Regions from separate parts of the Zea mays genome. Here region 1 is linked to region 2. A link is a contact called in public Hi-C data. All regions are on one chromosome and are shown on one strand. Each heading gives the region's core, a stretch centred on a gene start, on an enhancer-like site or on the middle of the called end of the contact. The rest is flanking DNA. Distances are from core to core; before and after follow the strand shown. Region 1 holds the start of LOC100277195. Region 2 holds the start of LOC100283565 (nuclear transcription factor Y subunit A-10).

What was found. A called contact is a pair of places that touch in the nucleus more often than the background predicts.
Region 1: a Hi-C map of leaf shows a contact between it and region 2, with 2.6 times the contacts expected there. The contact joins the promoter of LOC100277195 here to the promoter of LOC100283565 in region 2. A contact is called at or near these places in 5 of 25 Hi-C or Micro-C datasets (endosperm, leaf and tassel).

The regions. Positions count from the first base shown.
Region 1 is chr1:256,717,865-256,723,555 of Zm-B73-REFERENCE-NAM-5.0, reverse strand. LOC100277195 reads left to right here and starts at 1,854. Exons shown (of 25, transcript NM_001352402.1): 1 at 1,854-2,344; 2 at 3,531-3,752; 3 at 3,825-4,115; 4 at 4,258-4,455; 5 at 4,611-4,675; 6 at 4,753-4,839; 7 at 4,933-5,053; 8 at 5,142-5,186; 9 at 5,275-5,412; 10 at 5,508-5,580; 11 at 5,664-5,691. The coding sequence starts at 1,982.
Region 2 is chr1:256,467,756-256,472,956 of Zm-B73-REFERENCE-NAM-5.0, reverse strand. LOC100283565 (nuclear transcription factor Y subunit A-10) reads right to left here and starts at 1,778. Exons shown (of 5, transcript NM_001402537.1): 1 at 1,612-1,778; 2 at 630-1,050. The coding sequence starts at 891.

The DNA of each region.
Region 1 (5,691 bases), core at 605-3,104, 250 kb before region 2:
CAGCCATGCTCCAACTGGACGATCGTAGTCGCTCTTTAAACGAACTAGTCAGTTACCCGTGCGTTACAACGGCTCATAATAATACCCACATAAATTATTCACCAAAAAGATCTCAAGATTCTTTATTGGTTGTCTCCACTCTTCGCATAATATTTTCTATGAACGCATGGGTATCATAGACAGCAAATTAGAGACCCATCCATCGTCTCCCCCACTTACAAGGTTTCGTAGAGCAGGAGGGGAAGGGAAGAGGCGGGCATACCTGTTCGTTGCCGGAGAAGGACACAACGAAGACCTGAGCATCTGGAGGCAACATAGGTAGTATACCGCTAGATATATAGGGAGAGAGCACGCAAGCGGAGAAAAAAGCCTAGCCGGATCAGCTCCAAACCAAGAGGCACCCGCACCAGACGTCAGTCCAAGAAGGGCGAGAGAATGCGAGTGTCTTTCCAGCCCTGGACCCGCCGAAGCGACACAACACCGCCACCAACTCCATAGCATATGCTGACTACTGCCACACTACGACCTTAGTTGTCCACTATCTCAAACCTGGACTCCTCATCGCTAAGATAACCTAAGCGTGGCAGGCGCCACCATGTCCTCCTCGACGACACGCACGGAGAAAGGCCAGGAGCATGACCGACTCGCCCCGTACCCGCATCAACGAGCGTCGGTCGGCTCGCGGCTGCGACCGTGGGTGGGGGCAGCAGGTTGGGGAGGAAGAACATGGCGTATGCTGAGAAGACGAACGGGACGTCCGACGACGGCGAAAACGATGGTCCGCGCATGATGTGAAACGTCCTCGTGGACGTGCAATGGCCACTGCGCGAGTCGGTGTCGGGGCTGGTGTCGGACGAACACGAGGAGGAGACGCCTGCTCCTACGCCATTTGCCGATAATAGAGTGGCGCGGAGGTGGAAGCATAAGGGGGAGAGAAAATAAATAGAATGGCGAACGGGGTGGTGGCAACTGAGGCGAGGACCATCATTATCGTGCAGAGGTATAGATGGCCAAATGAGCCGTGTCTGGCGAGCCGGTCCGAGGCATGACCCATTTAATAGTGACTGAGCCAACCCGACACGAGCGTCCTGCTGTGCTTAGGCCGTAGCCTCGGCCCGTAGTGCTTGCCGGCCTGACACAATTATTTTTTTTATTTTACAAAAAAAATCATATATACATACATACAATTTATATCCATTATTATAAACACTTGAGCATTATATTCTATTGGTTAGATAGTTTTATCTAGTGTCTTCCACCCTTCTTCCGTTTCAAACTCCTACACTATTTTTAATATTTTACGATGAGTTGATTTTGGAAACCATTTTTAATATTTTACGCTGAGTTGATTTGAAAAAAATGTAGGGATTTTTTTGTAAAAAGATGACGCAGAATAACCGTTGAAACTGGTGCTTTAAATCGCTCTTTAAACAAAAATCTGCCGTTGAAAATAGGGCTGACCGCTGAAAATGTCGCTGCTCTAGTTGTTTTTGTCCAAACATAGTACGAAGTTGGATATAAAAACAAATTAGGACTTCCGATACGATTCATTCATAATAATTCTCTAAATCTCACGTAGCCATATGAATTAGATCGATAAATATTTTTTCAATCCACAAAGTCGAAGTCGACTTCATCCCAATGACAACTTCACCACTTTTGCCACTGGGGTTCTTTCACCTTCACGGGCTTCACCGCTTGTACGATCTGATAAATTCGAACACGGAGCTGGCTTAGTCAAACTGGGCATCAGTTGCACAGTTGCTACCCTAAAGCCCATTAGCCCATCCGTCGTTCCTGGCTGTCCTGAAAACCCCAAACCAATCAGGCAATCGTGCCCAGTTCCGCTTCCCCTCGCCATTTCGCCCCGCCTCCCGCCCCTACTCCCTACACCTTCACCGCTGTCGGGGGAGGCGGCTCGCCGTGACATCGACCTCACCCCACCCCCAGCGTAGCATCCCGCCACTCCATCGCACTGTCCATGGAGGATGACGAGTACGAGGAGGGGATGGAGATGGGCTACGGCGGGCATCACCAGCACGGCGGCGGCCACGCGGGGTACGGCGCGGAGGAGGACGACGAGGTGGGGTACGGCGGCGGGGGCGGGGAAGAGATGGATGAGGATGCGGACGGGGACGCTGAGCAGCAGGAGGATATCACTCAGGACGACGCCTGGGCCGTCATATCCGCCTACTTCGAGGAGAAGGGCCTCGTGCGCCAGCAGCTCGATTCCTTCGACGAGTTCATCCAGAACACCATGCAGGAGATTGTTGATGAGTCCGCCGACATCGAGATCCGCCCCGAGTCGCAGCACAACCCTGGCCGCCAGGCCGAATTTGCCGAGGTTGTTGCCCCACTCTGATCGACTGTTGCAAGTGATGCCTGAATGGTTCACTATTTGCTGCTGCTAGACTGGGCGATTAGCCTGGGGTGCTGGGGGAGCTTGGTATGACATGGTGTCTCGGTAGCATTTGCCGGCTCATCACTTTGCCATCTGTGCACCTGCTTGATTAGATGTCCACCTACGGTTTTGGGTCTAGTGCGGAAACAGGTGCCCAATTTTATGGCTGAGGATGAATTTTGCACCGACTTAGGTGGACAGGGGATTGTGGAATTGTTCAGTTCTACTAGTGTCTAGAATAGCTTCTGCTGAAGTTCCCTCTGTGCGATATATGGTAGGGAATTCTTGAGTTTGACAAGGATAGCATAAAAGATTCCAGAGTGAGTTTTGTATTGATCAGGACATTTGTAGTGATCTTCAGTTGGTACTAGTAATATATGGAGTTGATCTTATGATGAAGATAGCACGTCTCATGTTTCGTGGGTTTTGAACCACCTGTACTTTATTTTCTTGAGCTGTGTGGTGTGATGTGATTTGCAAATAATGAATAATGCAAGTAGAAGTGCTTGCTAAGGAAAAACACAATTCTCAGATTAACATTGAAAATTTCTGTGAAATCAATCATTAATGGCTAAGCACTTGTGATAAACAAATAAGTCTCAAGATCTTTTTGAATTCTCTTGAACAAGTCATGTAAGACATGAATTGGATTTACGAATGTTCATCAGAAGTAAGCACCAGTAAATACATAAAATATTTGTGCTTCTCTAGAAACTGAAGAGAACTAAACATGTTCCCTTTCCTTAGTAAGTGTGCAAGATTATGAATTGAAACTTGTATTAAAATGTTGAAGCTCTACACTGATATCTTTTGATAGTGTCTGAATTCAGCAGTCGCCTTCACTAATATATGTGGGGTCACAATGCAATCTGATGTTTGGGTCATTCTAATCCTTGGCAATCTGCAATTCCTAGTAATATATCATGCCATCCTAGTCTATATGTGAAAAATATCCTTGGAGACGAAAACAACATATACCAAAGCCTGTAGCATACCAACACAAATTTTATAAATAGTTATTTTTTTGGTGCTATGATGTTTCAGCGGAACTCGAAATATCTTATGATTTATCATTTTGCCTTTGTTCTTTTGTCCTTTGACTTATATTTCCCATTATATTCTTCATTAGACTCTGCACAGGATCAGCTTTGGTCAAATCTATCTCAGCAAGCCAATGATGACTGAAGCCGATGGAGAGACAGCTACTTTATTTCCAAAATCAGCAAGGCTCAGGAACTTGACATACTCTGCACCACTGTATGTTGATGTGTCATACAGAGTAATGAAGAAAGGACATGACTGTGAGGAAGTTACAGAGACTGCAGAGTATCCAAAAGTGTTTATTGGGAAGGTGCTGTACTTAACTTATGAATAATTTTTTCTCAATTTATCGTTTTTTCTTCAACCCTCTAATACTCTGTAGGTTCCAATCATGTTGCGCTCTAGTTACTGCACACTGTATCAACAATCTGAGAAGGATCTCACTGAACTTGGGGAGTGTCCTTATGACCAAGGTGGTTATTTCATTATCAATGGAAGCGAAAAGGTTCTTATTGCCCAGGAGAAGATGAGCACTAACCATGTCTATGTTTTTAAGAAGAGGCAGCCTAATAAATTTGCATATGTGGCTGAAGTCCGTTCCATGGCTGAGAACCAGAACAGACCAGCCAGTGGCATGTTTGTACGGATGCTTTCACGAGCAGGAGCAAAAGGGGTTAGTGACTTATAAGTTTTCAAAAATAGTTTTCAATGCATATGCCTGCTTCTTACTTGTACAAGTCAGGGGGTGTAGTACCACAGTGAGGCAAACTGACTTTATAAAATGTTAAATCTGTGATATGTTCCTTATACTGCAGGGATCATCTGGTCAATATATCCGTGCTACTCTACCTTATATTCGTGCGGACATTCCCATTATCATTGTATTTCGAGCATTAGGATTTGTTGCTGACAAGGATATACTGGAGCATATATGTTATGACTTTTCTGATACACAAATGATGGAATTGCTACGCCCATCCCTGGAGGAAGCTTTTGTCATTCAAAATCAACAGGTACTTATTCAGCTGCTCGACTGGAGGAACACATTTTTTTACTTCAACCAATGTTTGCTTTGAGCATGCTGTTTTATTCAGTTGTTGTGGCACATTTTGAGCTGAGCTCAGGCTTATGTTTCTTCTTTTAAAAGCTTTAGTTTGAATGCTCATAGGTTGCTCTAGACTACATTGGAAAACGTGGCGCAACAGTTGGTGTCACTCGAGAAAAGAGAATTAAGTATGTCAAGCAAAGAGTTGACATTACATCACTATGTTTGTGTTGTTTCACTCATGCTTACATTTTTTCTATTTCAGATATGCAAAAGAAATACTTCAAAAGGAAATGTTGCCTCATGTTGGTGTTGGGGAATTCTGTGAAACTAAGAAGGCATACTATTTTGGGTATGTGCTCCTTGTCAAGCCTCGTGGACTTGTGGCTGGCATCCTCAAATATTAAGTTTCTGTTGAAAGTAGCGAGGTTCATTTGTTTTGCAGGTATATTATTCACCGCCTACTGATGTGTGCTCTTAGTCGAAGAGCTGAGGATGACCGAGATCATTATGGAAACAAAAGACTAGATCTTGCTGGTCCACTGCTTGGAGGGCTGTTTAGAATGGTTTGCCTAAATATACCAGAATATTAAATGCTCTTAATTCTTTTTTTCTGGATTAATAGCCTGATTTTGTTTTCTTCTGCAACTATAGCTTTTCAGGAAGTTAACAAGGGATGTGAGATCTTACGTGCAAAAGGTTTTTTTTCTGTCTAAACTGTTAAGTTCTAATTTTCTGGCCCATTTGATCGTTCTGGTTATTAACTTTTCCCTTTCCTTGATCCTAGTGTGTAGATAATGGAAAGGAAGTTAATTTGCAATTTGCTATCAAAGCAAAAACTGTTACCAGTGGCTTGAAGTACTCACTTGCTACTGGAAACTGGGGACAGGCTAACCAAGCTGGAACCAGAGCAGGGGTTTCTCAGGTGCCTATTTTTTTTCTTCGCTTCTATTCTCATTTTTAAGGCACTACATCTGACTTCATTTTGCTGATCTATGTTCCATAATCTTTCTTACAAAGGTGCTTAATCGCCTGACCTATGCTTCTACCCTTTCACATCTCCGGAGGCTGAACTCTCCCATTGGGCGTGAAGGTTGATATCCCAGACTTCGTCTCATCTAATACTTCTCCATGAATACTTATCATTTTATAATTTTGTTCTAACCAAACCAATAGGAAAATTGGCAAAACCCCGCCAGTTGCA
Region 2 (5,201 bases), core at 529-3,028:
GACAGCAGCAGGCGATCGTAATGGAGGCGCCAATAATAGAACAGCCGGCAGCGGTGGCATCAAAAGTAGAGGAGAGGCAGCACTGGGGAGGAGAATGGTACTACGGAGCATGGGCCCAGAACGACGGACATATCCAACTAATTGCACCCTCTGGCATGACAGGCGACATCCCCATGTATATAGCTAGCATTGTCTTTGTTTATGCAAACAGGTACATCTACTCCGTGCCAGCTTCTTGCGTCGACACAAGCTTTAGATTAAAATTCATCTAGATGTTTGTTATGCATACGCAACAGAGAGAAGATAGCATGCTATTCTGCCGTCGTGACCTAAAAAAAAAACAGTGCCTGCAGTTCTTGGAGGGGGGAGAAACAGAATAGAAAGAAAAATACCCATCAAGTTCTACTTCTACAGCAGCAGGGCTGCATTGATTCCTGGAGCTTATTCTCCGAGTCCAGACCACCGCAACTCTTGCAATCAGGCGAATATTCGTTGGCATAGTGGTAGCATGCACAGATCCAACATGAGCGTGCTAAATACTCGCATTCAACCATTTCTAGTAATCCATAACTTGACAAACAGCAGCAGCAGCAGAAGAAGAAGAAGAAGAAAAATAAACAAGGAGTCACCTTGAAAGACAGAGAATTTGAGGACCTCAGGTGTCCCTGTCTTGGGCGGCGCTGGATCCGGCGTGCCCTGAACCCCCGGCACGACCTGGAACTGGGCGTCCCGGCGCGTCTCCTCCGGTGACGGGGGCGCCGGCTCGCCGAACAGCAGCTGGGGCCCCGCCCACCATGGCAGCGGGCCTGCTCCACCATGGGAGGCAGCCTGGCTCCCGGCACCGGCGGCGGCCACCTGGCCAAACCCCTCGTGGCCCTTGAAGCTCATCATGGCGGAGCGGAGGCCCGCTCCGATCCGCTTGCCTCGTCGAGTAGGAGACTGAAGCTGAAGCCTGCCTCACCCGACGCGACGGCTGCAGCAGGCTTGGCTCCGGAGCTCTTTGCGGGATCCTTGGCCTGATGGAACACCAAAGAATCCAGCAGCAGCAGCCTGCGGGCGAATGATTCGTTAAGAGACGGGCGGGTTAGAGAGCTTGATGTGGAAATGCTATTATTAAAATGATCGCTACTTTGCTAGGCGAGGTGGTGGGAACAGACAAGGAAATCATGCAGGGGACATATATAGACACAGGTTGGAGAATCCGCAAGAGCGGAATCTCAAAGGGCGCAAGGAAACAAGGGCTGAAGAACATGAACCGGATGGGGGAAAGAAAAACAGGCGCCGGGTATGCTTGCTACAGAACATGCAGCGTGAAACCAAGCAAAGAGAGGAGAGTGGCGACCCAAGAAAACAGAACCAAGGAAGAAGAAGAAAGGGAAGCAAAAATGATTGGGTAGGAAGAGCAAGTACCAAGGGAAATCAGTGCCCGGCTCTGGGGGAGGAGGAAGAGAAGCGCGCCGAGATCAGCATGGGAAGTAGGGAGGGGAGGGGTCGCTCTCGCTGGCGAGCAAGATCGGTCGTCGTGGTAACTGACGCTGATCGAGCCCCAGACGGTGCAGGGAAAGGGCGAAAAGATTTGAAGCGGGGGCCGGGGAAAGGTAGCGGCGGTACCTGAGCTGAGCTGAGCTTGTGTGCGTGCGTCGGTCCAAGGATTCAGGACAAACCGAGGAGGCAGGCGATGGACCAGCACACGAGCGGAGAGAGAGGACTGCTAGAGGAGGAGGGGTGGCGCTGGCGCGGCCAGGCAGCGAACGAGGACATAGGTAGCGAGGAGAGGGAGCAAATGGTAGTGTGGGCACGCACAGCTACAGAGTACAGACTACAAGGCGCAAGCTAAGCTTTGAAAAGTCTCTCGTCTCCCGTCTGATCTCTCTCTCTCTCTCCCCTACCCCTACCATTGCATCCCAGTTTAAGAAAAAAAAAGAGTAAAAAGATGGAGGTCGCCACTAGCACTGCTTGGGTGCAATGCAAGATAAGATACTCTGCGCGCGCCCTCTTTCTATTTCTGAAGTCGCCATGGCGGCTCCTTGCTTGTTTAGGGCAGCAAGTGGGGTACCATGCCCGCTGTCGTCGCCACTGTACTGTACAGGGTAAGATTTTTAGATTCCCAGGAAGACGGCACGGCGAGCCGGCCGGACGCAGCTCGCTTGCCAACAAATCGGTTGGTAGGTCGCGCGGGACGCCTACGGCCCTACGACCTGCCAACTGTTGCTTCTTCGCTCGCGGGAAGAAAGGGCAGGGGAGAGGAGGACTACACGCGGCAACGGTCACCGTCCCCCCCTGTACTACTAGCACCAGCAGCAGTTCGACGGGGGCGAGGTTGGCCGTTGCCGCTCTCCTGCTCGTGGTCCTGGTCCTCTCCCCGCTGGAACCATGGTTCATGTAGCTCGCGTTTTTATTTACCTCGCACACTCTGTGCCTTGTGTGCTTTATTACTGGTTTTTTTTTCTTCCTTTCTACATACAATGCGGCAACAGGTTTACATGACGCTACGAACCGATTGGCTGGTGCGTGTGCGCCGTAAATTGATATCATCGGTTGCTATACGATGAAGCATTGGTAGGCTATCTCTAACCGGGCAGCCAAAAGAATGTCTTTCGCACGATACTGTAGCGCAGTAATGTATAGCTATTTAATAGACCATGTATGCCTAAGAGGCCAAATGCATATGAGAAGCTCGATTATACTCCCTCCGTCTCAATATACTAGTCGTTAGGCCCTTATTTTTTTTATTCAAATTGATGACTATAAAGCTAGATACATATATTAAATATTGTATGAATCTATTAACACACTAAAACAAATACTATTTTGGGATGGAGTAAGTATAAATTTGACCACCCTCTCTCCTCCAACACATAAATTTACATATACATGACCTATTGGATAAACAAAAATTTGTATGGCATATATATATATATATATATATATATATATATATATATATATATATATATATATATATATATATATATATATTAGGAGCTCTGGGCTTCCAATAACCAGAGAAAGCCCAGACCAGACAGTGCAATCTGGCCGAGCCGGACCAGGTCCAGACGTCTATAAAAGAAAATCCGTAGTGGTAGGGATCAGTTTTTCACGCCCCATCTCGATTCATTAGCGACGGCGGTGGACCCCCGGCCAGTGACTGCGGTGGTCGCGGCTCCCCGACCTCGACATGCGGTGGCGGCGGTTCCCAGGCCGCCGCCGGCGGCTCCCGATCCAGAGGGCGAGCGACGACAGTGCCCTTGTGCGGTGGCGGCGGTTCCCAGGCCGGTGGCCGCAAATTCATTACCCCGACGCGCGGTGGCGGAGGTTCCTCGATCCGGAGTAGTGGCGGTAGTTCCCAGGTCGGTGGCGGCGGCTCCCCAATCCAAAGGGCGAGCGACAGCGGGGCCCTTGTGCGGGCAAGCGGCGGCGTCCCTGAAGCCCCGAGGAGGCGGCACTTCCAAGGCCGGCGAGCAAGCGACGCCCGTCGACGTGCGAGTAGCGACGACGACGTATGAGACGCGATGTTCGAGCGAGCGACGTCACGGAAGGCGCGAGATGCGCGCAGCGATGATCGCGCGTGACATCCTCCGATCCGATGCAGTTTTCTTTTCGATTATTGTGTTTTATGTCTACCACATGTATTATTTACGCTAAAAACTGTACGATTTTATGCTTGAACACGGAGTTCGTATATCAGTTTACTGCATGCACATTGGAAAGGCAATTCCTTGATTTATGTTGTTCGTAATTTACGCGCATGCAATGAAAACTCCCACGATTTTGCCATAATTTTTGGGTCTGTATAAAAATAGAAACCGCATGCATGCGGCTGACATGTTTTTAGGATCTGCCATAAAAATAGGATCGTAATAACAACCTACTAGAGCTATCAACCTCTCATTTGACTCGGTATTTACGCTTATAATGGAGGGATTTATGCTCAAAACTTAAAGTTTTTACGCTCCACCAGGAGATGCGTCCACCAGTGAACAACATGACAGATTTTTTACGCAGTGTAAGAAATTGCATAAATACCTACACCGTGTAGTATAATTTGTTTCAGTATATATCATAAACTAGTTCTAATGCGTTTCGCTGCATGGCTGTTGGAGGGATCCTATATTTATGAAGGAAATAAAACATTAAATGTGATTTTTTTCTATGCATGTAATTCATTTCCTTTCATTGCATATTTTTTTCATCATAAATTCGTGTGCATACAACTGGTAACAGATTTTACGCAGTATACCGAATTGTATAATTATCTACACAGTGTAGCATATTTAGTATCCGTATATATCATAAAATAATCATTACGAGTCTAGCTGCATGGTTGTTGCAGCGATCCTAAATTTATGAAGGAAATAAAGCATTTAAAATAAAATATGTCACACATATCTTTCCTAAATTTATACGCATGCAAGGGAACGTGTTTGACTCATGTATGCATTTTGCCATAATTTTTGGATCTGTATAACCACATGCATGCGGCTGCCATGTTTTTCGAATCTGCCATAAAAATAGGATCATAATAACAACCTACTAGAGTTATCAATCTCTCACATTGGCTCGGTATATACGCTTATAATTGAGGGGTTTTATGCTCAAAAGTTTATTACGCTCCAACCTGGAGATGCGTCCACCAGTGAACAACATGCCAGATTTTTTACGCAGTGTAACGAATTGCATAAATACCTACACCATATAGTATAATTTGTATCAGTATATATCATAAACTAGATCTAATGTGTTTAGCTGCATGGTTGTTGGAGGGATCTTATATTTATGAAGGAAATAAAACATTAAATACAAATTTTTGTTTCTATGCGTGCAATTCATTTCCTTTCATTGCACATTATTTTCATCATAAATTCGTGTGCATGCAGCTGGAAACAGATTTTTACGTAGTATACCGAATTGCATAATTATTTACACATTGTAGCATATTTAGTAGCACTATATATCATAAAATGGTTCTTACGAGTTTAGCTGCATGGCTATTGCAGCGATCCTAAATTTATGGAGAAAATAAAGCATTTAAAAATAGAAACCACCACACATATCTTTCCTAAATTTACGCGCATGCAAGAGAACGTGTTTGACTCATGCATGCATTTCTTTTTTTACGCGCACAGACGTGGGCGCGGGTGGTACAACCGACAGCCTGGTCCAGTCGGTGCGATGGGTTAAACCAGATTACAGAGGTGATC